Regions from separate parts of the Danio rerio genome. Here regions 1 and 2 are each linked to region 3. Evidence: chromatin contacts called from public HiCAR-type and Micro-C data. All regions are on one chromosome and are shown on one strand. The core of a region is the stretch at or near the end of the contact, and the rest is flanking DNA. Distances in the headings are between cores, read along the strand shown. Region 1 holds the start of tmtc3 (transmembrane O-mannosyltransferase targeting cadherins 3). Region 2 holds the start of rlig1 (RNA 5'-phosphate and 3'-OH ligase 1). Region 3 holds the start of kitlga (kit ligand a).

Evidence for each region. Hi-C and Micro-C count contacts between places; a contact is called where the count stands out from the background. HiCAR-type assays count read pairs that join an accessible place to other places.
Region 1: a Micro-C map of caudal fin shows a contact between it and region 3, with 2.7 times the contacts expected there. The contact joins the promoter of tmtc3 here to the promoter of kitlga in region 3. A contact is called at or near these places in 2 of 18 Hi-C or Micro-C datasets (caudal fin and an unstated tissue) and 3 of 4 datasets of contacts at active chromatin or transcription factors (caudal fin, embryo and gastrula embryo).
Region 2: a contact with region 3 is called in a HiCAR-type map of caudal fin, with 4 times the contacts expected there. The contact joins the promoter of rlig1 here to the promoter of kitlga in region 3. A contact is called at or near these places in 2 of 4 datasets of contacts at active chromatin or transcription factors (caudal fin and embryo).

The regions. Positions count from the first base shown.
Region 1 is chr25:18,975,154-18,977,853 of GRCz12tu, forward strand. tmtc3 (transmembrane O-mannosyltransferase targeting cadherins 3) reads left to right here and starts at 1,410. Exons shown (of 14, transcript XM_001922451.9): 1 at 1,410-1,521. It overlaps cep290 (centrosomal protein 290), which reads right to left and starts at 744. Exons shown (of 52, transcript NM_001168267.1): 1 at 652-744. The coding sequence starts at 744.
Region 2 is chr25:18,901,160-18,903,950 of GRCz12tu, forward strand. It overlaps rlig1 (RNA 5'-phosphate and 3'-OH ligase 1), which reads left to right and starts at 1,449. Exons shown (of 7, transcript NM_001008606.1): 1 at 1,449-1,638; 2 at 1,984-2,101. The coding sequence starts at 1,549. It overlaps borcs5 (BLOC-1 related complex subunit 5), which reads left to right. Exons shown (of 6, transcript NM_001007052.2): 4 at 1-37; 5 at 122-299; 6 at 403-756. The coding sequence ends at 488.
Region 3 is chr25:19,112,271-19,114,970 of GRCz12tu, forward strand. kitlga (kit ligand a) reads right to left here and starts at 1,448. Exons shown (of 9, transcript NM_001018123.1): 1 at 1,434-1,448. The coding sequence starts at 1,448. All of the region lies in intron 2 of LOC141380951 (a long non-coding RNA gene), which reads left to right.

The DNA.
Region 1 (2,700 bases), core at 160-2,659, 140 kb before region 3:
CATTAGTAGACTGAAAGGCCTGTAATGGATAGAGGTAAAGTTGGTTTTCTTTTCGCACATTCGTTCATTTAGAAGTCCCTAAATTGTTTACCATGTTACTTTGAATATTCGTATGACTCCTAATCAACATTAACACTATCTAATTCACTGTGAACAATGCTGTACTTTGATAGTTATTTGCTGCTAATAAGATTTCTCTATTAAAAATTTGCAAAGAAGTTATCTAAATTATATTACTAATGAGAATGTCTCAATATCCAAATATAAAACCAACTTTACCTCTATCTGTTATGAGTGTGACACCCAAAACATGCAATGATGGTGGTCCCACAGGAATGTGTTTCAGAAACACTAATTTACACAACCATAATTCTATTCAAGAATGTTGAGTCTAAAATACATTTTTTAATGATCACATATTGTGTGTGTGATCATTAAAAAAAAAATATAAAAAAAAAAAAAAAAAAAAAAAAAAATATATATATATATATATATATATATATATATATATATATATATATATATATATATATATATATATAAGTGTTTCTTTAATAATTGCAACTCCAGATTGTTGTATTGTAGTTGCAGATTGTTGTAACATCTAGCTACACTCCTCACAATTAGTGTGCCTCAAACGTGTCAGATTACCATTAAAATCAAATCACAGATCTTCTCATCCTCATCCCCCAGATCCTCTGGATCCATTCCCATGAGGAGCCGCCAGTCTGCGGCCGCAGGCATTCTTCAGGTCAGCTGCAAATGTCCCCCAGAGCTGAACTGAACAACTGATGCTGAGATTGCCAGTCTTTTTCTACCTACAGACAACATGCAAAACGAATGTAGTTTATTTCTTCACACGGACTTCTCATTGAAAACAACACCATATACCGTCACAGCACAAAAGAGTCATAGCAGAATAATAAATACACGACAAAACGCCATGCTAAATATATTAGCCAGACATATAACGTTAGTTAGTTCTCACAATGTCGATAATTAGAAATGCATGCAATTGCTCGTATTTGGGTTGGTTTTGTTCGTTAGCATAAACCTAAATTTGAACACGTCTTAATGTCAACTTTTACACATATTTGTGAAACTAAAGACACTGAAAATAACGTTTTCAGACCTTATTAAGCCATCTTGGGTTCCTCTTGCGCTCCCGCTGCTGCTAGGCAACAAGGAAAACAGTCGTAAAACGTAACGTCGTAAAATTGTCTCTGTTTGGATTCTTTTTAAAAAAAATATTTCCTTTATACGCGGTCCATTCATTATAAGGGAATCACAACTAAAACCATATATCTATCTGTGTCTATACGTTATTTGAAATGGCATTACAGAAACACAAAATCCGCGAACGGCTACTCTGTAATTCCCTACTTTTGTTGTGCCAGGCATTTTGACCCGGAAGCAGTTGTTGGACTCTGTTAATTCAATGCCGTGGATCGAACTTGCTGCTTTAGTCAACATAAACAAACATATTCTCTTTTCATTTAGCTTTTCCCCAGACATGACAAGGTGAGTTGCTTTAATTACATCCTAGCGATGACTGCTGACAGAGAAGATATTGTGAAATGACTGAAACCAGTGAATGCTAAAAGCACAGCTGAAGTTATGTTTGTTCTTTAAACCCAGCAGTCTTTTATGTGTCCAGTTGTCTTTTTATTTTCACTAAAATGTAGCTTATTTTTTACGCTTGGTTGTTGTGTCGATGTTTTATTTTCTGACTGTAATGTGTTAATTAATCGATTGATCTGAATGTAAAACAAATGCTAACTGATAGCATATGATCTGTGAGGCTGCGCCCTCTCTGCTCCGCTCAGTCCACACAGATTATCCCATTATTACTGCGATTAATCTGCTCTTTTATTGCTGCATTTCGTAGCTGCTTAAGGACGTAATGCAGTATTCTAATATAAACTTGTTTTAGAAAGGTTATATACAATTTCTGAGGCTTTTAAAAGGTTTTCCAGGGATGGAAAAGGTCATCGAAATGAATGAAATATTGAAAGATTGACGATTATGTATTTGTATGTATGTTTATTTATTTATATGTCCGATCTGGTCTAAAACATTCACAAAGTACATTTACTTCTCATTATTGTTTTAGTATTATCTAAACACTGTTATAGTATTTCTTTATGTTTCAATTAGTTACTTCATTAGTATGCTTCAAGTAAATTGTAGTCATTTTGATAATTTAACAAAAAATACATTTACCTGTATCAATTCTAGTTTTCATTTAGAGGTTCTAACATTTTCTTTCAGCTTTATGTAAAATAAACAAAACCAATCACAATGATAAAACCACATCAAAATTACAGGAACCTTAAATAGTGAAAATGTATTAAACATAAATAATATAATTGAACACTGTTGCTTCACAGCAAGAAGGTCGCTGGTTCGAGTCCCAGCTGGGCTAGTTGGCATTTCTGTGTGGAGTTGCATGTTCTCCCCGTGTTGGTGTGGGTTTCCTCCGGGTGCTCCGGTGCTTACTCTCTCCTTAGTAATTTAATTTCACAAAATCATTTTTCGCAAACTCTAAATTTTAAAATTAATTTAACATCTAATGACAATCAAAGTACAACATGGTTCACAGTCACAGTTAAATAGGTCTGATGTTGTTTTGAAGTCATATTAATAGGCATGGGCTGGTATAAGATTCTGACGGTATGATAACCTTGGATATAAATATCA
Region 2 (2,791 bases), core at 199-2,698, 210 kb before region 3:
ATTTGACCAGAATGCTTTGGTCAAGAGGATCAAAGAGGTATTCGCCATCATTTCTAATCAGCAAAACAATTTCAGAAAGCACATCCAAGATACTAAATAGTGTGTGTGTTTTTTTTGTCAGATGGACCTGTCAGTCGAGGCGCTGTTCAGCATCATGCAGGAAAGGCAAAAGCGGTACGCCAAATACGCCGAGCAGATCCAAAAGGTCAATGAGATGTCGATGATTCTGAGACGTATTCAGATGGGGATCGACCAGACTGTACCACTCATGGAGCGCCTCAACAACATGCTGCCCGAGAGTGAGCGGCTGGAGCCCTTCTGCATGAAACCTGATGGAGATAGCAAATAAAAGTTTTAGTGTGTTGATACTGATTGACTTTGATACTGATTGACCTACCTCAGGTCTCTTCTGGATGTTACCAATGGAGCGCATCACTTTTGCACTGGATTGCTTATCGTATGCCTGGATCAGGTGTTTTCTGGCCTAAATGAAGTTACATGGTACAAAAGATGAAATTATATTACTGAAAATGACAATTGTGTGTGTGTGTGTGTGTGCGTGCGTGCGTGCGTGCGTGTGTGTGTGCGTGTGTGTGCGCGCTCTGGTACATATTTACTCAATAGGCTTAATGGAGTGCTCTTGAAGGGCATGACAACATTCAGAATGCTATTTAATGAGAAGTCATTAATGCATATGATGCTCTTGCACTTAGGGTTGTCTGCAGACTCTCTGTAATTAAAGTTGTTGGCATTACAGTTTCTGTTTTCATGAGAGATTTATTAAACACAATACTTTTTTGGCATGGGATTTGAAAAAAATATATTGATGAATTTGGGGGTTGCACAATATATAGTGTATATGTATAGTGTATCTTGTGTATAGGTATAGTATGCAGTGTATCATGTCTGTATATGTATGGAGTATGGAGTGTATCATGTATATGTATAGAGTGTGCATATGTGGAAAAAGTGAAGCGCTATGAATACTTTCCGGATGCACTTTAGTTTTTTTTTTTTTCAATGATGCAGTTAATCATCCACAACCGTGACAAACCAAGCGAGCGGCATTTTAAATTTCAACAAAGACCACAGTTTCAGCTAAAAATAAATAAATAAGCATTTGCTGGGGCAGATTTAAGTTTGTGTGTAAACTATCTCTTTAACTGAACTGGACATATTTATTTTCCATTCAAAACTTACAAAAATAAGCAAAAGTCGAGAGTCAACATGGCGCTCCCCTTAGACGACACGCTCCATGCAGAATAGAGCTTGTTATTTTAAAGCAGCCTTCGTTTATTTCTGAGTTCAACTATTTGAAAGTACAATTTAAAACAGATGTAGTTTTAAACAAGTCACATTGCGCCATTATGAAAAGTCTCCGTTCCAATAGATGGCGACAAAGATCAGAACATGACACACTAAGGAACGAGAGGAAATCTGAACAAAATAGCAGTGGGCGCATGGCTGATCTGAAAATGTGTTGATGTCATCAGTCCATAGTAATTCTGCAAAGCAACTTGACAATCGAGCTGATCAACAGCGGTAATAATGCGGCGTCTGGGTTCAGTGCAGCAGAAGATTCCATGCGTTTTCCTGACGGAAGTGAGAGACGAACCATCCAGAAAACGCGACTGTCAGGTGGGTGAAAAAGAATCTGTATTTTTCGTCAGTGTACACGTTATATTAAATCACTAAAGTGATTATGAGCTAGGGAAAACATTACTAAATAGGCATTGCCTACTGTCAATATCACTGCTTTGTAGTTATTTTATTTTAACTCGCGCATCACAGAGACACCGTCAGAATGTAGACAATACGTTTATTTAAAAAAGCACGTATAAAAAGTGACTGTGGTAATAGTGCTATTTAATCACATTAAACTATTAAAGCAACAATGAATGGAAATTAGTTGTTGATGAGGATAGTGTATAGGTTTGATTGTTAGCTGATCTGACATGCTCTCATCCTCTTCTGCCCGTTCAGCAGTTTCAGGTTGTGGCTACTGAGAATGTGAGCCCTGCTGCTCTGGCATCAGATGTCCACTGTGCTGCAGCCACTGAGAAGGTTGACGGGACATGCTGCTATGTCACCACATTCAATGGTACAATCTGGATCCTAAATAAGTCAACATTTGTGAAATGTTTGTTGTTGATTTATTGTTGATTTAAACATTAATATCATATATTTACATCCAGTCATTTGGCAGATGCTTATATCAAACATCTCTCTCTCTATACACCCCCCAGCCACTTTATTAGGTGTACCTTACTAGTACCAGGTTAGACCCACCTTTGCCTCCATAACTGTCTTAATCTTTTGTGGCATGGATTTAACAAGGCACTGGAAATATTCCTCAGAGATTTTGGTCCATATTGACATGATAGTTTCACACAGTTGCTGCAGAGTTGTCAGCTGCACATCCATGATGGAAATCTCTCGTTCCACCACATCCCATATGCTCTATTGGATTGAGACCTGGTACCTGTAGAGGCCATCAGAGTACAGTGAACTCATTGTCATGTTCAAGAAACCAATCTGAGATGATTCACGCTTTATGACATGGCGTGTCATCCTGCTGGAAGGAGCCATTAGAAGATGAGTACACTGTGGTCATAATGGGATGGACATGGGCAGCAACAATACTCGGGTAGGGTGTGGCACTGACACGATGCTCAGTTAGTATTAATGGGCCCAAAGTGTGCCAAGAATATATACCCCACACCATTACCACCAGCCAGTGGGGTTTTTCTGCTGCTGTAGCCTATCTGCTTCAAGGTTCGATGTGTTGTGC
Region 3 (2,700 bases), core at 198-2,697:
TTTGTGTAGTTACAAATAAAAAGGCAACGATAAAGGAATTAAATTAAATTAAATATACTGACAGGTAAAAACACTGCATGTGAATTACTTTACTGAAATTGCAGCCTTGCTGTCGGTGTGGATGCACTAACATTTTGATCTATCATGCCCATGGGAGAGCAGGGTTCAATTCCAGCCTCGGTCGTGTTCCCTTTCACTCCCTTCATGTTCTGTTTCTCCTTTACTATATATCAATAAAAGGGCAAAAATGCAACAAAAGGACAAATGAAGTCTTCAAAAACCCTACATCTCAGTAAAACCCTAGAGACCACATGTCAATTTATCATACTAAAGCTGCCGTACTCCCAAGAAACAAACATTCCCAATTGAGCAAAAAAGGTGCAAGGTGAATCTGCTCTTCATACATCATGGACTTAGTCTTCTTTAAGTAACAGTGGAAATATCTCAGCACATGTCAAATATCTTTTGCCTCCTTAGGTGAATCTTAATTTACAGTATACAAAAAAAAAAAAACAAGCTGCAAAAAGTGTACATTCACTAAAAAAGCAAAGAGGGGCAGCGTTATTGATGAATTTTGAGTAAATACTCCCACCCCCAGTCAATGAAAACCATTTCCACTGGCTTATTTCCCGTTGTACAACATGTCCAAGACAGGGAGGAATGTATCAGGAAATCTTGTTCTCACAAAATATAGCTGCATGTAGATTTTCTTTTGGGTTAAGCACCTGCGTAAAAGTCCAGAGGTCGTGTTGTTTTATATCAGTGTTATATACTCTTATCTCTTTTTCAAAGACTTCATATCTTCCGACACATGATTAAGTTTAAATTTTCATGACTATCACGAATATACTATTCTCAAAATGAACGCTCCGTCAACAAAATGAAACATTTCACGTCGAACATTTGATTAGACTATTGTAAACTCATTTTATTCAACAACAACAAAATTGAGTATAATGCCTGTGGTAATTGTTTTAGAAAGTTGCATCGATCGTTTACACTTTTGCTCAATTTCCACCAAAATTCAGTGAGAAACCTACAGTGATTAAAAGTGATTCTGACAAGATCTCTGGAATGGAAACAAACATTATTTTAACGACGCTCGCTTGTGCGGGATGAGAAAGCGTGTTTGTGGTACTTAACGACAAGTCAATTTAATACAAAAATAAACCATTCTGCTGCTACTTCCAAATAGGCAACCCGCTCTAGCCCAATTAAGTGCGCACAATTCGTTTTCGTGCGCATTACGCGCCCAAAAATGACAAACTATGCATCAAGCTAAACGCCTTTTTTGTAATATAAAACACACTAGCTATATTCCCTCCCGTCTTCAAACAGTGCATTTCTGCACGCACAATACAGTGACAAACAAATGCAAGTCGCATGTGACTCACAATAAATGAGTCGCGTTGAAGCAAAAGCCATTCACTTACGTTTGACTTCTTCATATGGAACGAGAGGAGTAACTCCAATGTCAGCGAAACCCTATTTTATCTTACTTCTGCGGGCAGGGAAAGGGTTCTCTTCATCCCAAAGGTACATATCCAAAATCATCATAAAGTAGAATCCAAGTCGGGAGGGAAAGAAAGTCACCTAAATTTGCGTAATGATGGTAAGTATCCAGGTAGACGCTTCATGCCGCACGATGGAGAACGGAAGGCTGCGGAAAGAATCAAGAGTTTTTTCCCAAGAGCAAAGCCTTTTTATCGTGACTCGAGCGCACACCCGCCCACCTCAGTTTCTCTCAGTCTACTGCCCTGTGTCTCACTCAATCGATTTCACAATCACCATCTAAACGTCCAACCGAGATTTATTTAATGGATATGTTTTCCTGCTTATTTTCGCAGAATTTAGTCGCTTGTTTACGGCTCGTCCAGACTGCAAATAGTTTGCGATATGTTTTGTTGTAAAGTAGGCTATCTGCTGCGCGGTGCTTTTTTTCACCCTGAGGCGTTACACAAATCATTAGTGATTGTTCTGGAAAACGTTTACCTTACATTACACACGATTTATCCAAACGTCTTGACGCAAACGAATAATTTATTTTAATTCTGTTATTATAATGGAAGCGCAGCTGACCGGTCAAAGTTTTTGTTAACAGGGAATACTGTGTAACATTAAAATAATACCCTCCGTTTCATCCTCACATGCATTTTTTAGTTTCATACTAACCTTATATTTCATTTAACATGCAGCTCAAATGTGTCCGTATCTCTAGTTTGTGTGACATGTATAGTCGAATCTGACAGACGTCTGCCAACACTGAGGTAAACAGTGACATCTACAGCAGTATTCGGGCTAAAACTAGCTAGTAAGGGAGAATGTAATTCTTAATAAAGTTACCCACTAGTTAAGAAGAGTTACTTGAAGGTAAGACTAGTAGACACCAAAAGCCCATATTCATATGTAAATATGAACTAGATTCTTTCCAAAGTTGAATTTTGCTCTAGGCATTAGCTTTAATATTCGGAACATTTTAATGTAAGGAAGCAATATGCATACTTGGAATATTCTAACAATCACTATTTAAAAAAAGTCAATCACTCTTTAAGTTACAATTCAAACACATAATTGAATTAAACTGTATAATTAAAGCCAATAAATGTCAGTCTCATCTGAATTGTTTTCAAATACATAATCATACAAAAATTGAGCATGATTTCCTGTTTGTAAAAACTTAAAAATGATTTAATACCCAAT